Linked DNA regions of Gossypium hirsutum: regions 1 and 3 are each linked to region 2. A link is a contact called in public Hi-C data. All regions are on one chromosome and are shown on one strand. Each heading gives the region's core, a stretch centred on a gene start, on an enhancer-like site or on the middle of the called end of the contact. The rest is flanking DNA. Distances are from core to core; before and after follow the strand shown. Region 1 holds the start of LOC121204489. Region 2 holds the start of LOC107935858 (protein transport protein Sec61 subunit beta). Region 3 holds the start of LOC121204492 (pentatricopeptide repeat-containing protein At1g02060, chloroplastic).

Region 1 (3,081 bases), core at 361-2,860, 380 kb before region 2:
ATGAAAAAAAAAAACTTATTTTGTAGGCAATTCTTTCCTCTCTTTTTTCCCTCAAAAATAATAATGGAGGGCCTAGCAATTAAAGCCTTTCAATGAATCTGCAGCTTTAGGTACTATGAATTCTTTGGCCAAGAGGCAACCATTGAAGTGCATTCAATTCTCCTTAAGAGACTCAACAAATTAGTGAAAGGAAATGAAGGTGCTGAAACTCATCCCATTAACCCTTATTGCGATGATGATAACAAACCCTAGCTAGATAAAACACTAGATCATATGCTTATCCAAATCATCCCGCTAGGTTACAGATGATCCAACATTTGTTAATGACTGTCAAATAGATTGGTATATTTTATTTGATGATCCAACATTTTCATGCACGAAAAACCTATATGAATATCTCATCTGTCATGCATCCATAATCTTACAAACTTTAGCCTAATTAGCAGTGGAACAAAGAGATCGAAAACAAAAGCTTAAAAACCTGTGCCAACGATCCAGTTTGAATATAATTACATTATTTTATTAACAAAACTTACCGAAAAAGTGAAAAAAAAAGCCATACTGCCAACAAATTCATCCATAACCCTGAAAAGAAACGCTGGATAACAACAACTTATGAACAAGTTTTGCTACTATCGACAACACACAAAGTTTTCTCGACACAAACTCTTTTCTTTTTCCTTTGGAAATTAAGTGTTTTTAACACATCACATCCTTGAGAAGCTTGTACCTGCGTGTCGTAGGCCTTGGAGAGGGCGTCCCACTGCTCTTTCCTTTCTGATCATCACCACTTTCGTCTCGATCCTGTAGCTTGATTTTGTCACCCGAATACTCGGATCGGTTTATAATTCCACTCTCGTTTCCAGTTGTTGGTTTCTTTGAAGACCTTCCTTGCCTCGAGTTCTTTGCTTCGCTTTGGCACCAATCACACAGTTCAATTGGTTCAGCGAACTCGCTGTAGTAATTACTGCAATACCTGCAGCCAGCATCAAGAGCTTGTTTAACTTTCGACCCATAAAATATAAATAGAATTTGAAAAAAAAAAAGTACATATGGCTATGATGAAAACATTAATATATTTTATATACGCTTTAAGAAGGAAAATATGATAACCCCTATGATTTCCATTCCGTCTAATACGAAACCATTACGTTTGGTGGTGGTTGTTGGGTGGTGCTTGGTGGAGATGGGTGTTATCTAACTGTGATGATGAACGATAAAATGAATTAAGGGTATCTAACTATCTATCAACCCATGATGATGATGATGATGGTGATGATTAGATATATGCATATATACACATGAAGATGGATGGACTATGATGATGGGGAACAGAGGAAAAAAAACAAAGAAATCCATACGAGTGTTGAAAGCGGTGGCGGCATTTGTTGCAGCGGAAGAGTTTGTCAGGAAAACCAACGTCGCCGCACATGCAGCATACAGTTTGAAGATCCACCATTGTTGATGGTGAAAAAAAAAAACTAAGAGAATATAAAGAGGAGGAAGAAGATTTGGTGAAAGAGAGTAAAAGAAAAAAAAAAAACAAAGAACAAGAGATAAATACGAGAGAACCATATGATCTATATATAAAGAAAAGAGTGATGGCCATAGAGTCGGTGTCTATCGAAAAAAAGTAATATATATTCACAGGTAGACCACAAGTTGCTTGCAGTCGTTTTCAGTTAGAGAGAGATGTTAACCTTAAAATTGATGTCTAAAAATGACTGTTATGTCCTGGGCTGGGCTTTAAACCTTTTAATCTATTTTTTTTTAAAATTTCCATCTTTTGTCCTCTTCCGGTTCTGTGCCTCCTTTTACTCCGCGCACCTCTTCTCTCCGGTCTCCCCACCATTATAACAAAATTTTGTGTTTATAGAATTTATAATTAAATTACCCTAATTTTATTTTTATTATTGTCTTTTATCTTCTGTCTTGTTCCACATAAATGAATTGGGTTTATGTTTACGGCATCCTATACAGTTAACTTATATTCTTTATAGTCTACGTATTTTATTTCGAAAATATATAGCTTGAGTTTTAAGATATATAATGTAATCGATAAAATAACCTACACAACAGGCACTATTATTAATTCACCTCTAAAATTATATTTATATAACTTGTTTTATAATAATTTATTATCATTTAACTCGTTGACTCCATATAATATCAAATATAAATAAATTTAAGATTTATACATTGTCAATGTATAATCATATGAAGTATCAATGAGTTATTAATAACAATTTTTTAAAATTAAGTTAAATGGTCGATTGAATCTTAACTTGATTGGCGTAGATTTTGTTGTCAATGTAAGAAGACGCAAGTTTGAGTGCGTTGAAACGTATTATCCTCCTATTTATGAGTTGGAGAGATTATGGATAGTTATAAGAATTGTGTTAAAAAGAACAGATACGATTTAAATCTATGATGAGGTTTATCGCTAGAGTAAGAGAATGTGAGTTTAAACATCTTAAAACGTGTTTATCCTTTTATCTAAAGATGAAAAAGAATTATAGGTAATTTTAAACAATTGTATAAAAAAACTATCCTGATAAGTTTTTCCTCAATTCTAATTTAGGTTAATACATATAAAAGATGTTAATGGCAGGGTTGTGCTAAACCTATCCCGTAAAGGCTTAAACTTTTTTGCTCAAACAAAAGGGGTTTTGAAAATTAGAAGGAAGGGAAAATCAATATGAACAGTGTTCTTGGACGGTAGATTCATTTTTTACTTAATTATTTGCATTTTTTATTAAAAAGAAAATAAAGGGTAAAAACTCCAAGTTTTGACTAAGTGGACTATGTCATGCGTGGGCACGTTAAGAGACTGGGTTGGCATTTTCGCATATGTTGGAAATAGTGAAAGGGAATGGGAAAATTGGTGATAAAGTACAAAAACTATTGAGTTTCATTTTTAGGCAGAAATTCAATGCAAACTTTCACCTCCAGAATTTGTTTGATTTTTCTGACTCCTCTTTCCGTAGCCTCCCCAAATAATAGGCTATCGTTTGTAAAAAAGAAAATATGATATTTCCAGTTTTTGTGGGTAAGTCCTAGCCCCTTTTATCAATCCCTCTC
Region 2 (2,910 bases), core at 244-2,743:
TTGGAGAAATCAAATCAAAATCCATTTATTAAGCAAAACTGAAAACTACAACATTGATCTTTGTTTGGTACTTGTTAATACAGGTATTGAGGAAAGCCCCTCCCTACTCCTTACGAACAAAATACAACTTGCCCATGACATGGAGAATGGCAACAAATGCAATGAAACCAATGCTCATGACAAGCACCACATTTGGAGAGATCTTCAGCCCTGGGGCATCATCTGTGTAAAACTGAAGCATTGTGCCAGCAGCTCCTCCCGAGGCACCTGCACCACTTGTCGTTCTCCTCCTCCGCATGTTTGCAGCTGCTGCTGCACTTCCTCTTGGTGGTGCTGTTCCAGTTGCCATTCCTATATGACAACCAACTTCTATTTTCAATACTAGATCAAAATTTAGACAATCGGTGTTTTCAGAATCAATATATATATATGAAAATTTATTCATTAAATTTTATTGATGGGAGCATAGTGAAGAATGACTGCCCTGCCATGCTATATGCAATACATATACTATGTTCACACAAAAATGAGTTTTTGATACGAGTATGTGCATGACATGAATTTTTTTCAAAGCTCTTTTTTATACCAATGTTTGATTATGTTACGGATTTTAAATCTAGTAAACTAATTAAAAATGTAACATTTACATTAGTTTCTCAAATCCATAGATTTGAATAGTAATGAATTTAAAATTGTTAAAATTTTTAGGATTTGACAAACCCATCTAATATATATTATATTGAATATCCTAATATTTTTTTAATTTCAATTAATTTGCTCATATATTATGCATTTTATTCTTATTAAATAATAAATGAAATCCAAAATCCAAACTTTCAAACGGAGGACAAGAGAATAACAAAAAAATTTTCAAGGAACAAAACAAGAATGTTGCCAAAAGGCCAGAGGGGATCAATATAGTGTATAGATAGTTTTGAGAAGTGGCAAAGATACCCAAAATTTCACAAAGCTCCACGACTATTAATCAATTAAGCTAAATAATCATAAACCATGTTCAAACTAAATCCAATAGAAGAATCGTAATCTATGATCAATTCAAAACCATCAAAACTTGAATTAAAATCTTTATGGTCTAATCCAATTGAATTATGCCAAATTAAATTGCAGTAAAAGGTAAATCATAGAAATCAATCCATCAAAATTGAATTAAACGTTTATGCATGCTCCAAATCCTATAAGAAGCATACATGAGGAATTTTCAAAAGCTAAAACTTGAATATCTTTAGAAACAACACATAAAAAACGATGTAAAAGAATCAGATCTGAAAACCAGATCTACATGCAAGCAATCTAGTAGATCGATCTTATTGTGTATGGATGCCAGAAAGAGATAAGAACCATCGTTTTTATAAACATGCAACAATGAAAATAAAATGGAAGATGAAAGAGAGGGAGAAGAGAAACTCGCCTGAGTCGACTCGGAATTCGGATATGAGTTCGCAAGCTTTTGGACAAGACTATTTAATATCTTTTCGACTATATACTCCCCCTTTGAACACAATTTGTGGGCCTTATGCTTCGATTTTTAGGGACGGCGCTGCTGGGCATTTCCACGCACCACCGGCCAATAAATTTCGGCCACGTGTACTCCTATTGAAAAACTGGCCAATGTGAAATTGTTTCCAACGCTTACGATTGTGCAGACTAACTAGGCCCAACCTGTATAGGCCTAGTTGACCTAATTTATATACATTTTCCCCTTTTTGCGCCAGTAGTATTAGGTAAAAATACCATAAAAACTTCTATATTAAGAGTTAAAATATATTTTTTTGTTTAAAAAAGGGTAAGTTAATTCTTATAGTTTAGATTAACGAGTAAATTAGTTCTTTCTAATAAAAATTCATCTATTTTTATTATAAAAAAACAAGCATAACTAACAAAAGAACTAAGTAATTACATATGCATGCCATATGTACTTCATTCTGACATACATCAGGGACTAATTTTTAATTATAGAAATAGATAAAATTTTTAACAAAAAAAACTAATTTGTTATTTGATATAACATATAGAGACTATTTTACTCATTTTTTGAGTTGAAGAGATAAAATATAATTTAATTTATAATATAAGAATGTTTGTGATACTTTTACCTTACTATTATTTCCCTTTTTAACTCCAAATTCAATGTAAAAGTATGTAAATATGGTAGATAACAAGTATAAAATTAGCAAAATAAGCACACATTTTAAGATTTGATTCCAAAATTTTAGATCCTATTTCTTAGAGGTTAGATCGGACTGGAGCATCTTTTTTATTTTTATGTTTATTTTTATTTTTATTTTTATTTTATTTTAAAAAAAATTGAAGGAGTAGTAAGAAGGTTTTCCAATTAACTTTTTGTTGAAAAAAAAATTTAGATCAAATTTTAAACCTGTAAGCAAAATTTAAGATAAAATATGTTAAAATTTTGATTGGGACTTTGGGAACCAAAAACAATTACATGTCCCGTTGCCATCCCTACTACTTAAAAATGATTATATTGTAGAACTGCAATATTGCAATATTTGGCCCATTAATTGAAGGTGTTCACTCGCATACCCACGTCAAAAAATTGAATCATAAATCTAATGATCAGGGGTAACCATCGAATAGAATTTTTTTCATTTAGACTGTTTAATATTTTAAATTAATAAATATAAAATTATATTTTAATCTCTTAAAAATAATAAAATTTTAATTTAATTCTTTGAAATTATAAATATATAGACTATTAAAATATAAATTATCGTAAAAATTATAATTTATTTCAACCCCTAAAAGAATTTTCTAATTTTGCCCTACTAATGATGTATGTGTGGCAATAATTTACTTTTGCTAATGATGTATGAATTATTAAAAAATGACCATACAATAAATCACATGTTTTATTTGTTTGATAAAGCTCCA
Region 3 (2,785 bases), core at 118-2,617, 420 kb before region 2:
GAATCTGATTGTACCTTCATTTCTGACATCCTTTTGAACACATTTAAAGCTTCATCCATGTTCCCAGCATTGCAGTGCGCATTAATCAGCGTGTTGAATGTGCATGTATCTGGAGTAAATCTTCCATCTTTTCTCATTCCCTCCAAAATTTCTTTTATCTTATCATACTTGTGCACCTCAGAGAGCCCTTTAATTAAAGTATTATAAGTGATCTTATTCGGTTTCAAACCTCTACAAATCATCTCTTGGAAAACAGCCAAAGCTTCATCAATATCTTGCTTCATACAATACCCTCTAACCAGAGTAGTGTAAGTAACGACATTAGGATTCAAATCCAAACTTTTCTTGCTCATACCTTTCACCACATTGTGGGCAATTCCAACCTTTCCCACCCTGCATAATCCATCAACAATTGTATTATAAGTGACAACATCAGGATCACATTTAAACCGCTCCATTTCCTTGAAAAACCTAAACCCCTCATCAACCATTGAATTCATGCCAAACCCTTTAATCAAAATGTTAAAAGTATACACATCTGGTGTAACCCCATATGTGCTAAGCATTTCATCGAACACACTCTTTGCCATATTCGTGCGTCCTCTTTTAAGCAAAATTGACAAAAGATTATTGAATGAAACGACAGAAGGAGACACGCCGATGCTTTTCATTGTTTCGAAAACCTTGATAGACTCTTGAAATAACCCCGCTTTACCATAGCTCCTAATCAAGCTGTTAAAGAACTTGTCCTCGAGCTTAACAGACCCATTAGACCTTTTCTCAATTGAAAGCGTTAAATTACGAGCTGCATAGAGATTTCTTTCTTTACCCAAGATTTCAATCATCAAGAAAAAGGATTGGGCATCGTGAGGGAAACCCATTTGTTGAACCCAGTTAAAGAATTGAAGAGCTTTAGATGGATTTTTAATGAGGCGAAGTGTTTGCAAGACGGTGGTTTTCGACAGAGAGGGAGACAGAGAAGAAATAGAGGATTCAAGCTCACTTGACCATGGCGTGGAGTTGATGACACGAGCCATAAATTTTGCCCCCTTGGTTTTGGTCGATGATTCTGCTTTTTCATCCAAACCCTGATTTCCTTCATTGGTGCCTTCGCCATGTATCTCGATTCGACCGCAGGAGAAGCACCTAATTTATTGTTTGAAATTACAAGAGATAAAGAAGAAGCCAAAGAAAATAAAGTGGAGGCAAAGAAAAGAGAGTCAAGAGATATCTACCGGATAACAAAACGAAGCGGACACTGGTAAAGAAAAAGTTGCTTGCCGACACCATGGTAAGAACGAGGACTAAGCACCATTTCCATAACATAATAAAAATACTACAAACAAATAATTTTATTTCTTCCCTGCTGCGGTTGAAAAAATAGTAATTTTTAATTTAAAATAATAATTTAAATAATATTTAAATAATTTAATTTAAAATACTTTTTAAGCAATTAAATAAATTATTTGTGACATTTAACTTAAATATATAAACTGTATTAGAAAATTAATTGAATAAAAACGATAAAATTAATTAAATAAAAACGATGATTAGCAAAAATAAACATATTAAAGAAAATTAATTCTTTTATTAATTTACATGCTCATTGTTAAATGCTAAGTAAAAAACTTAAAAAAATGATTATTTGAAAAATAAATATTATATGACAACTCATTAAATTTTAATTGGTTGGGATGAAATAAATAAAGATATTTTAATAATTTCTCTTCTTTTTTTAGCTTTTGAGATTGAATCTAAAAGTTTATTATTCCAAACTCACCTTGTCCTTTGAGACCAGAAGTGAATTTGGATCCAAAAGATAGAGTGGACAAGCCCTTATACAAGTTGGATCAAAGTAATTGAACCAAGAGAGGAACAGTAGTCACCATGTCAGAGTGGCGTGTTCATCTTCTGTTTTTAATGGCGGACTTATCAACAATGTTAGCGAGAAAAATTTCAGGCGCTTCGTCGTCTTTAATGGAACTGACTGTGATCGAACACGAATTGATGAGCCTTTGATATTAGTATTGCAAGTGCATTCTTTACTGAAAGAACAACAAATTCATCCCACCAAATAAATGGTCCAAAGGAAATTGTAATATACCCATATCATCCCATCAAATTCATATATTTACAGCATGCAGAATAATTCATTGTACAACACATTCAACCTTCTCTAAAATGTCATGGAAGGAGATAAGTATATGAGAGCTCCTAACTTAAATTTATGGCTGGCAGACAGTTATGAAGGTCATGAACATAACACACAATACTCCTTCAGCAAGTTACCGACGGTAATAATACCTACAAAAGGTAAATGAAATTAGTTGATTAGATATTCTTGCAAAGAGAGAGAGATAGCTGATAGGAGGGGGATGCATACACAAAGATCTTTACACCATAAATGGAAGCATATTTTCTCAGAAGACGTTCCACGGTGTACCACTGAGCACGATCTGATCGATCTTGATATCCAATTCGTGGCATGTGGATTGAAGCTGTTAAACGAAGGAATAAAATACATTAGATGGCTCCAAATGGTTGAAGCAAACGAGACTTGGATTCTTCATAGCTGTAAATGAAAATCAAAATGATGCTTCATTTCATAAGCTGTTGATTTGTTTTCTGACATTTTGGTGGCTGAAAGCAGTCTTACATGCATGAAGGCAAGAGATCAGCCAACTAGATTGAATCATAGAAGTAATTTACATAATGCAATGATCAAGTATTTAAGAGACAACAGAACAAAAGAGAGAGCATCATCTTACTTGAATGTTTTGAAGAT

What was found. A called contact is a pair of places that touch in the nucleus more often than the background predicts.
Region 1: a Hi-C map of leaf shows a contact between it and region 2, with 1.8 times the contacts expected there. The contact joins the promoter of LOC121204489 here to the promoter of LOC107935858 in region 2. A contact is called at or near these places in 11 of 34 Hi-C or Micro-C datasets (anther, callus, hypocotyl and 2 more).
Region 3: a Hi-C map of leaf shows a contact between it and region 2, with 2.0 times the contacts expected there. The contact joins the promoter of LOC121204492 here to the promoter of LOC107935858 in region 2. A contact is called at or near these places in 5 of 34 Hi-C or Micro-C datasets (all in leaf).

Annotation. Positions count from the first base shown.
Region 1 is chrA08:106,105,336-106,108,416 of Gossypium_hirsutum_v2.1, reverse strand. LOC121204489 reads right to left here and starts at 1,610. Exons shown (of 2, transcript XM_041074339.1): 1 at 1,362-1,610; 2 at 458-976. The coding sequence starts at 1,609. The coding sequence ends at 700.
Region 2 is chrA08:105,727,473-105,730,382 of Gossypium_hirsutum_v2.1, reverse strand. LOC107935858 (protein transport protein Sec61 subunit beta) reads right to left here and starts at 1,493. Exons shown (of 2, transcript XM_016868486.2): 1 at 1,430-1,493; 2 at 1-351. The coding sequence starts at 349. The coding sequence ends at 104.
Region 3 is chrA08:106,144,654-106,147,438 of Gossypium_hirsutum_v2.1, reverse strand. LOC121204492 (pentatricopeptide repeat-containing protein At1g02060, chloroplastic) reads right to left here and starts at 1,367. Exons shown (of 3, transcript XM_041074342.1): 1 at 1,236-1,367; 2 at 1-1,146. The coding sequence starts at 1,321. It also overlaps the pseudogene LOC121204491.